Linked DNA regions of Gossypium arboreum: regions 2 and 3 are each linked to region 1. The links are chromatin contacts, called in public Hi-C maps. All regions are on one chromosome and are shown on one strand. Each heading gives the region's core, a stretch centred on a gene start, on an enhancer-like site or on the middle of the called end of the contact. The rest is flanking DNA. Distances are from core to core; before and after follow the strand shown.

The links. A called contact is a pair of places that touch in the nucleus more often than the background predicts.
Region 2: a contact with region 1 is called in a Hi-C map of leaf, with 2.1 times the contacts expected there. The contact joins the promoter of LOC108484409 here to the promoter of LOC108473984 in region 1. A contact is called at or near these places in 2 of 5 Hi-C or Micro-C datasets (both in leaf).
Region 3: a contact with region 1 is called in a Hi-C map of leaf, with 4 times the contacts expected there. The contact joins the enhancer-like site here to the promoter of LOC108473984 in region 1. A contact is called at or near these places in 2 of 5 Hi-C or Micro-C datasets (both in leaf).

The regions. Positions count from the first base shown.
Region 1 is chr11:75,314,932-75,318,459 of ASM2569848v2, forward strand. It overlaps LOC108473984, which reads right to left and starts at 1,992. Exons shown (of 14, transcript XM_053021195.1): 1 at 964-1,992; 2 at 419-497; 3 at 223-279. The coding sequence starts at 1,634.
Region 2 is chr11:75,487,248-75,490,775 of ASM2569848v2, forward strand. LOC108484409 (exosome complex component RRP4 homolog) reads right to left here and starts at 1,550. Exons shown (of 8, transcript XM_053020877.1): 1 at 1,238-1,550; 2 at 1,053-1,154; 3 at 918-963; 4 at 691-780; 5 at 111-176. The coding sequence starts at 1,521.
Region 3 is chr11:75,161,276-75,164,803 of ASM2569848v2, forward strand. No RefSeq gene overlaps it. Among protein-coding and RNA genes, the nearest start is that of LOC128284054, 54 kb to the right of the region's middle. Within about 2 kb of position 1,821, at least 1 of the 2 cell types and tissues checked has an H3K27ac peak or open chromatin away from gene starts, as enhancers often do. A contact at or near this core is called in leaf, where this site is marked.

The DNA.
Region 1 (3,528 bases), core at 742-3,241:
AAAAATAAAATAAAGAGTAACTTCGACCAGGCAAGCTTTTTTATGCATATTGCCCTTAACAAAAAGTATGCCTAGAAGCACCAAGTGTGTGCCTGATCAAATGCACCTCGCTTGAAAGGGTATTGAGGTGCTTTATTATCAAGCACAAGGAGCAAAGTGTAGATACAATACTGACTACAACCTTCACAAAGAAATAAAATAACCAAGTTAAACCCGACTAACCTTGCCTGCTTTTGAGAAGAATTCATAGACATCTCTCTCAGTTGCTTTTAGAGGCATCTGTCATCAACCAATTCAAGGTGAACAACAATTAATAAAAAGTGAAATTTAAAAAAAAAATGCATGTTGATACACATAAATATTACATTTATATCTTACAATACTTTGAAGATGAAAGCAAAAATAGCAATGTATCTACCTGATAAGCAAAAACAGTTCTCTGGTCCCTCTCAGGATCAGCCTCAGGCTCCACTGCATCTTTCTTATCCTTAAATCTCCTGAAACATCCATGTTCATGAGATAATTCAGGATGCCACTAAAATCATGCTCTAAAAAAGAAAAAAGAACCATCTGCACAAAATTACTAGACATTGCCATCGACATCCTACCAAAAATGCACATACAAAAGGCATTACAGTTCTATAACTCTAAAGGATACAACTAAGGAATCCTCTCACCCTATTTCTTGCATATAAATTTACTCCAAAAAATGAATTCTGAAACATCATAAAATACAATAAACTTCATCCCTAAGGGGTGAGCAGTGAGCACTTCAACCATGTTTATGTGCTTAGATCATGACAGACAATATAATTGGATGGTATAAACACGATGCAAAAATGCATGTTTAATTGAACTTAGCAGTCATCTAGTCATTTCTACATCTGCATAAACATTACAATACTTCAACATAGGTGCCCAGAAATTCATTTTGCACATATAATGTACTTTTTAAAAAATTACCTGCTATCTCTGATGTCAATTTCACGTTCCCTCTCTTGATCGCGTTCACTCTCGTGTCTCCTCAACCTACTACTGCTTCTCTCTCTCCTATCTCTCTCCCGCTCCCTCTCTAGCTCACGATCACTCTCGTGCCTCCTCGACCTACTACTGCTCCTCTCTCTCCTATCTCTCTCCCGTTCCCTCTCAATCTCACGATCACTTTCGTGCCTCCTCGACCTACTACTGCTTCTCTCTCTCCGGTCTACCTCCCTCTCTTTCTCCTTTTCCTTCTCTCTTTCCCTCCTCTCTCTCTCCTTTTCCTTCTCTCTCCTATCCCTCTCTTTCTCCTTATCTTTTTCTCTTCTTTCTCTCTCCCTTTCCTTCTCCCTCTCTCTGCTACCCCTCCTCTCTAAATCCTTATCTCTATCTCTCTCCCTTTCCCTATCCCTGTCGCGGCTGCTTCTATGGCGGTCCTTATCCCGATCTCGCCTCTCCTCGTCGTCCTCATCGCGGCCGCTTCTCGATTTCTTGCTGCTCCTCTTGCCCTCATCATCCTCTTCCTCTCTATCTCCATCTCTCTTCCTATAGCTTCTCTCGCTCTTATCCTCCGATCCTCCTCTGTCTTTCGTCTTCTTCGGATCTTCCTGCTCCTCAACGGTTTTTTCCAAATACTCGTACTCGTCGAAATCCATTATTTTGTTTCAAAACTTCCGAGATTTCACCTCTTTTTGTTGAAGGTAATAAAGTTGGAACCTCGAAATAGGGTTTTGTTGGGGTTCAGCTGTCAATTGCAAGGGTTTGGTTTAATTTGGGTCCTCGAAATCTGGGAATGGGACTTGGGTGCAATTTGATAAAATTGCGTGGGCTTTGAGAGAATTTACCAAGAAGTTTGAAGAAAGATTGAAGAAAAGAAACGAGTAGAAACAAAGACAAACAGCAAGTGATTCCCTTTTCCACAGCACATTCACCGGATACGATATGTGTGAAGTGTGTGAAGCGTACGGAATCTATGGGCTTCCAACTTCGTTGTATACAATATTGGGTATGTTATAGGTTTCTGACAATAAGGGTTGGCCTGTGTTTTAGGAAAATTTGTTCGTCCTTTTTGTGTATTTGTTTTAAAAAATAATTTGATTAATAGAAAATGAAATAAAATTAATGTAAAATAAGTTTTTTAAAATAAATTATCCTCTTAAAAGCGTAAGTTATTTTCTGTAAAAAATTAATTTAAGTTAAGCTTAATAATATTATATTGATAATAAATTTTATTTTTATTTTTAAAATATTTAAAATTATTAAATATTAATAAAAATATTATATTTTTAATATTATTAAACATATATATTTTATTATTTTATTATATTGATAATAAATTTTATTTTTATTTTTAAAAATATTAATAAAAATATATATCTTTCAATATTATTAAACATACATATTTAATTATTTATATTTAGTTATATAATAAATTATTTTTATAATTAATATAATTTATTAATAAATTATTTAATATTTTAATTTTATTTTAATAATAAATTTTAAAAATAATAAATTTAAATAATATCATTCAATATTATTGAAAATATTCAATACTAATATTTTAATAATAAATATTTATTACAATTATAAATATGTTAAAAATATTTTTTTGGAGAAGAAAGGTTAAAATATGTCGTAAGTCTATATAGTATTCACAAATTTATAATTTAGTCTCTGTACTTTTATTTTTAATAATTTAGTCCGCCTACTTTTCAAATTTGAAAATCAAGTTCAATCGTTAACTTTTTTTTGTTAATTTTATTGATGTCACATTTTTAAATAAAAATAATCACTTGATAGTCTTATAACTAAAAATGACGTTGTAATAAACTTAAATTTTAAAAATATTTTTAATTTAAATTTATAGATATAAAATAAACTCAATTAAACAATGAAAAGATAAGAAAATCTCAAATGTATGTTTGTTTTATTTAAAACAATTTTATGAAATATTTTTAATAAATCATCAAATAACGTAAAATATTTTACACAAATTTATCTAAACACCAAAAATATTAATTTTTCCAAGAAAGTAAGTCATTCTCCGTAAATCATTTTCAAGTGAAATAACAGACCCTAACTTCAAACTCTATTATTATATAAGAATAGTGTGATTGTTTCACATAAATTGATTTAGGCCTCAGTTTGATAGATGATTAAAAATATAAAAAAATATGGTAAATAATAAGTAGATAAAATTACTTTATCATTGAAAGGAGAATGTTTTCAATTTATTTATCAAACAATCTAATTATATTCAGTAATTAATTTTAAAAATATATTAAACAAATTTTATAACTTAAATTCAGCACTCAAATTTTCAACATTTATTTTTTAACATTTAATTTTTCAATTTATCAAACAATACCTTATATAAAATGTTTTTTTTTGCATTTTATTGTATTTGATTCATTAAAAAATTGACCAACAAAATATTACTTGCAAATGAATGGAAATTAAGCTTTTCCTTTCTTTTTTATTTTTATTTTTTTAATTGAGTTAATTTTTGAAAAACATAAGTTATTTTTAAAAGAAGTGTTCATTTAT
Region 2 (3,528 bases), core at 300-2,799, 170 kb after region 1:
CATTTCCAACACAAGTGTTCATCATTTTCTTCTATTTGTCATATAGCATGTTCATGTTCATATAAAAATACTACAAAAGAGAACACAAACAAGTGCGTCACTGGACTTACACAGACAATATCATTCTCTTCAAATATACTTCGCATGTTGAGTTCATCCAAAGCAGTTCGCCGTCTCTAATAATACAAAGTGAAATTTAAATTAGGAAAATTTATAACGGAGCAAAAGCAAAATTGTATGTTACTTAGAGATGAGTATCGGACTTAAATGTCCAACATGGGTATATTCAATTTTCTAAAATTTCCATCTTTTAGGAGGATCATATCTACATATAAATGCCCAGATATATGTCAAAAACAGGCTCTTCAAGAAAAATGAGTCAGTATAACATAGGGAAAAAACATAAATATTTTCCCCATATGGCATCAAAACGCAGCTAGCATAAATATGAGGTAGTTTTGAAGCAAGACAAACAAGAAATGAGGAACTTATAAATGTTGCTCATATAAAATTCAATGGATAGCTTCAAGGGATACTATGCAGTATCAGACCAATGGTGGAAGTTCAACTAAAAAGACTTTGCTAGTCTAAAAATATACAAGGAGAACTGCACTCTCACATCAAGCATCCAACCTCAATCGAATTTCATTATAAATTCTCCATAATTTCTGCAAGGAATATACAAGTTACCTGAATACCATCAGGCATGTTCATTGAAGAAAGCATTAAAACCGCATCTTGGCTGAAATTAATTTCCAATCTCCACCGCTTTTGAGCAACCTGAATATGAATAAATGAAAATGCAAAGTCCCTTATGTGTTCCAGAAAAGAAGAATAATTATTTTTGGTACAAAGGGAAATACTGGGTCAATGCCACATTTTGAAGGTAAGTGTTATTCAGCCACTTTAGGCCTTACCTCGACTACACGTCCCACTACGACATCCCCAACCTCTGGCTTGTACCTAGAAGATTTAATAATTCGAAAATATATAAATTCCAAAACAACAAAAGAAGAATAATAGGATTGAAGAGAGATTTTGTTTGAGAATACCTAGCGCGTAAGGCGCGTACGTAAACCAGTTTGTTGACGCGCTCCACAACGCCGCACACAGTTGCCACCAATTCGCCGTTGAGGTCCGTTGTTCCATATCCCCTTCAGAAAAAAAAGTGAAGAACATAAAACAAGTGTTTAGCCATGCTATATAAGTAATTTAATTGTAGTGTTTAGCGGAGTACTTGAGAAAAGCGTCTTCGTAGTTGACAGGAATAGTATCGGCGACGGTAACGGAAGCGTCGGAATTGGCCTTAGCAGATAGAGACTGAAGCTTTTCGAATGCCCTTTGAAGTCTTACTCTTTGGGTTTGGCTCAACGGTAACTTCAATCCTCTCATTTTCTCTTTGTTATCGGCTACTCGGCATAAGCTTGATTTCGGGGTAACTCCTCCTGTAAAACAAAAAAAGGGGAGAGAAGAAGAAGAAGAAACCTTAAACCCTAATGCCTCGATTAAATTTCCCCCCATTCTTTGATTACTAATTGGGCTGTTAACGGGCTATTTAATTGGGCCACCCGGTTGATTTGTTCGTACTTTTGTAAGATTTCTGTAATTTTGTTTACGTGACCAAAGTACCCAAAAGTGTATATATATATATTTCCATTATGTTTAAATAAATAAAATGTCAGAAATGTTTGTCTCAATTTTTTGGTTTTTAATTTTATAATTCCACTATTTTATTTCATAATTTTAATGAGCTGCCCTCTAGCTTAAAGAATAGAGAGAGAGAGATGCATAAGAAACAGGGGAAAGTAATGTGGGTTGAAGAAGTTAGATTTTCTGTACAATGATATTTCTTTTGCCTAAATTCTTAGAACTAAGAAAAACCTAATTTAAATAAATTTGTTCAGAAGCGAAGGCTTAACTCAATTGTTAGAAGTCAAAAGCTGTTTTATTATTTAAAATATATTAAAACATTTTAAAGGGCTATTTGTTATAATTCATGTAAACCTTTTTTAATGATTAAATAGTTATTTATATCTAATTAAATTAATCTAAATTTAAAATAATTGAGAAATTTAAATTAAACAAATAATTCAACTGTAGAAAATTTAATATAAAGTTGTTACCTCAATTCAAGAAATATGTATTAGAGCAAAGCAGAATCGATATTAGCTCAATTACAACTCTAATGTTATACTTGGCGTTTTAAGATAAACATTCAATAAATACCTAAATAAGAAAATAAGGTAACACCACAAAGTTCATGGTCACAATCTTGCCAAATAAGAATACCCTAACGAGTAAACACATGGTTTTAGAACATGATCTTATCGACCAAGAATATCTCAACCAATCAACAGAATCACATACTCTTATGCAAGAAAGTAACTCATGAGTAACAAAAGGAATGAACGCAAGTTTTGATCAAAAAGGAAGATCTAGCAAATACTAAGTATTATCTTTCACTATCATTATTCTCTAATATATCTCAAACCCTTTATCTCTTTTAGATACCTATTGATTTAAGCATCAAATAGCATTTTAGAAGATAAGCTTCGATTCCCTTATAGTTTTCTTTGTGCTTGTAGTTTTTTACTAGCCATCTCAAATCCATTTTCCCTTCTCATAAAGATGACACTTTTAACATATCTAAATAGTATAGTTCACAATTATAATCCAATATTAGTTTACTTATATCATAAATTATCTTTTTATGGTGAAAGTGAAAATTCATAAATTAATTCCTATGCTTTTCAATCTTATCCAATTTAATCTAAATGTGATCTTCATCCTACCAATATATGTTTCATGTCATTTTTATTCCAAATAATTATTATTAACTAACATTTTCTCAAATTAGTGAAATTACATTTTGGTCCCCATACTTTTTAAAATTTATGATTTAATCATTTTATCACATTTTCACATTCACAACTCTTCATTGATTTCCATCACCAATATCAAATTAATTCCTTATGATCTCTTTTTCTAACTCATTTTATATTTTCTCAAAGTTCACTAAACATAATCTCAGAACAATACCAGATTTTGTATAGAAAATTTGGGGGCATTACGATAATAATATATAATGGGGAGATAAATTATAATATTTTAGTGGAATGACAGTGTGACAAAATAACTTTGTAATTAATAGACAAAGAGCCAAAACTTAATTACAATTTATTTAATTCATAATTATATATGTCTAATCGGTCTCTCTATTAACTCAACACAACTTTTTATGTTTAACATGAACACTTGCATGGGACCGTACACATTGAGCAAGTAGAATTAGTTCACTAGATTTACTCATTGAAATAATAGACGTTTTTTTTTTGTTTGTTAATGATTAGATTGATCGGGATTAATTTAGTCATTTTGGATATTTATTTAATTAGATCAAATGATGGATTCAAGTGGATTTAAATTAAGTGATTATAATATTTAATTATTAGAAATAAAATTAAGTAAATAAAATTGTGTATGCATTTTAATGCAATAAAATTGTCATAACTTCAACGAGATTAAAAT
Region 3 (3,528 bases), core at 571-3,070, 150 kb before region 1:
CGATTCGGTGTGTGTTTTCAGAACAGTTTAATTGATTTTTCTGACAAAATTAAGAGGCTGTCTATACCCTTAAACTTAAAATAAAATATTTTAAGTTTTAACTTTTGCCGTAGTAAATAATAAAAATAAATAAATTTTATGAAAACAAATTAATAAAACGTGTTGTAGTATTACATTTTATTAATCAAATAAAAAGTATCTTACAACCAAATAAAATAATATAACAAATATGATAATATGCTAAATAATATACTCTAAGAATCTTATGGACAATAAAATTACATTCATTAAATCAAATGTCTCTTCATGAAGAATTATTGAAGGGTGTAAGCGGTTTATTAAATGATGATATCTACTTATCCATTTTTAAATGAAGATGATTTTTATGTAATCCTAACTTAAGATTTTATTATTTCTTTTTACCAAAATGAAAACAATCATCAAATAGTTCACATTTACTTGCAAAGTTGAAAGTAGTTGAGGTAGAAGAATAAATTTGAGGTAAAAGGGTAAAATTTTAATCCACGATAAAGTTAAATATATTTATTTATTTTTTGACTTTATGGTTAAAATTGACGCCATAAGAAAACTAAAATTTAATATTTTCGAACATGATAAGATAAAAATTGAATTGATTATTGTTTTCATGCCATTCCAAATCAAATTGAATTATTTTCAGCATAATGAAAATTTTAGTTTTAATATTTATTTTTATTATTTTAGTTTTAATTTTTTAAAGATTATTTTGATCTCTAGTCTTCAATTTTTAATTAAATGAAAAATTGATTGAACTGTTAAAATTTTTATAACATTAACGTGACAACTTGTATAATAATTTATGCATACTTCATAAAAATCGAAAAAATAATAAAGAATTTAAAATTCAACAAATTAAAAAATAATAATTAAAAGACAACTATCCACATCAGTAATGAAATACATATAGATCATCACACAAGTTTACATATCAATGTTATTAAAATTTTAACAATTGAATCAATTATTCTATTTAACAAAAACATTTTGACTACATTTTGAAAATTGCGTGTCAAAATTATAAAAAAAAAAACCAAACTGATAAAACAATTAACTTAGAGGCTAAAATGTTATTACGGCTTATTACTTCTTTTTGTGGTCATTCTATTCAATTTTAGATATATGAATTAATTTTCTTCAAAATTTAAAAATAAATTTGGAAATAAAAAATTATAATAACTTATTTGGAAATAAATTTTATCTTTTTAATTATTAAACTTGTATTGTTTTTAAACTACCTCAAAATAGATGAAAATATTAATTTTACTAACTTTACTGGTATGACATACACACAGATTACCACGATTGCACTTTAATAATTAATTAATTTGTTAAAATTTAAAATTATTAAAAATTATTAAAATGTTTAAAAATTAGAATTATTAAAATATAAAAATATTTTTAATTTTAAAATAGTTAATTATTACTGTGTCGTGGCTTGTAGCAAACGTTAATTTTTTAAATATTTTTAAGTTATGTGATAAATAATACAAATTTAACCACTAAAAAAACCCAAAGTCCGGAGGGCTAAAAAAATCATATGCCAAAAAATAAATGTATGGGTAGTAGGCCAGTAGCACCGCACTACACTACACTACCATAACCATGAGATCACAGTGGCATGCACTGTTATTGGCGCTCGTGTTATTGTAATGGAAAAACAAAGGCTGCCATCATAACTGTTAATAATTTAATATTTTGTTACGGTATCTATAACTCTTTAGTCGGCGCGTTCACCACATTCCCCGACCAACCTTGCCTCGAAGCGCATGCGTGTTGGCACAAACGACAACTCAAATTTTCAAAAGACGCTACCGTCTCATTCCTGTTTACCCATCTATCAATGGGTCCACTTTGACTCTACACCAATTCCCCAAATAATTGGTGTTTCCTTCTCACGCGCCTTCCTTCCAAGTAGCTTTGGAATTTTTTTTTCATCAATACTTATGGTTGTACTTGGCAGTGTTGTACGAAGGAGCTCACGTTTTATCTATCACCGTCCTTGATTCTCATTTCATTTAATAACATTTAGGAACGCTCAATGCATATTTTACTATTTGAGTTCCAAATTATTTTAATATAATATTTGTACTATTTTTTATTCAACGTGATGTTTGTATTTAATAAATATATATATATTTTATGATATTTAAAATAATAATATTAATTTTTAATATTTAATTTAAGTTTTAAAATTATATTAATTTAATAATATTAATAATTAATTTTCATTTAATTAATTATAAAATTCAAAATTAAATCACATTTATCAAATTATCTTTGAGAAGTTAAATGTAAAAATTAAAAGAACTCACATGTAACGCTAAAGTTATTCTATTAAAATATTAAAGAATTCAAATTTAATATTCAATTAATTTTTATCAAATTAATTTTGAAATTCAATTAAACTCTATAAAGTTAACATGATTATTTTTGTGTACTAAAATATATAATTTTTGGTCAAATGCATGTATTAAATTAGACAATAAAATAAAATAAATACAATATTAAAAAAGTCAAATTTAAATACTAAATAATATAGTTATTGTCATCGGTTTATCTATTATTTAAGAATAAATTTATTGTACTCTTAAAGCACGAATATGCCCTTATATATAAAGAAAAACTTGACGGACATTATGGTAATATCATGTGGTCTTTTTATTGGAATATAAGGAATAAAATTAATAGGTTAAACTATGTTGTTAGTCTCTATACTTTGATCCAATTAAAATTTAGTTCATGTATTTAAAAATTAAAATTAAGTTCTCTTACTTTTTATTTAAAGATCTCAATACAAGAATTAAAATCGTAAGTATTTTCTGTAAAAATTTATCAATTTTGAATTTTGGTGAAGATATCCTCATATGATATGGCATATGACTACAAAATAAAAGTGATAAGTTAACAAACTTTGATAAAAACTACCAATAACGATAATGATTGGACTAAAACTTTTAAAGTGAAAAAATAAGAGGATTAAATTCTTAACTTTTAAATCCTAAATTTTATACAAGTGCATTTACTAACAACATATTTTAACCAATTAAATAATTTATTTTGATCAAACTCCTAGGTTTATTCCTTAAGCCGTTATTTTGTGTAAAATTAAATTTCTTTCCTTGATTCTTCACTCATTTGGTCTAATTCGGACCAATATCTTCTTGATTGATGGATTGAATTTCATTTGTATTGATAGTTTTTGCTTAGTTAGATTTTATTTGAATGAATATATTTGTAGCCGTACGATTAGGACTCAACCACACTATTACTTAATTAAATTTCATCCGATTCAAATTTTCCTTCTCACTCTTACCTCAAATTATCTTGTGTGTGAATATGTTGTATGTAAATATTATTATTTTTATAATGTGTTTGGATTATAATTTAAATTGGATAGTAGTTTTTTAAATGGGTAAATTATCCTGTTAGTCACTCTAAAACTACGATATTCCTATTTTGATCATTTTAATTTCTTTTAATTTACTCACT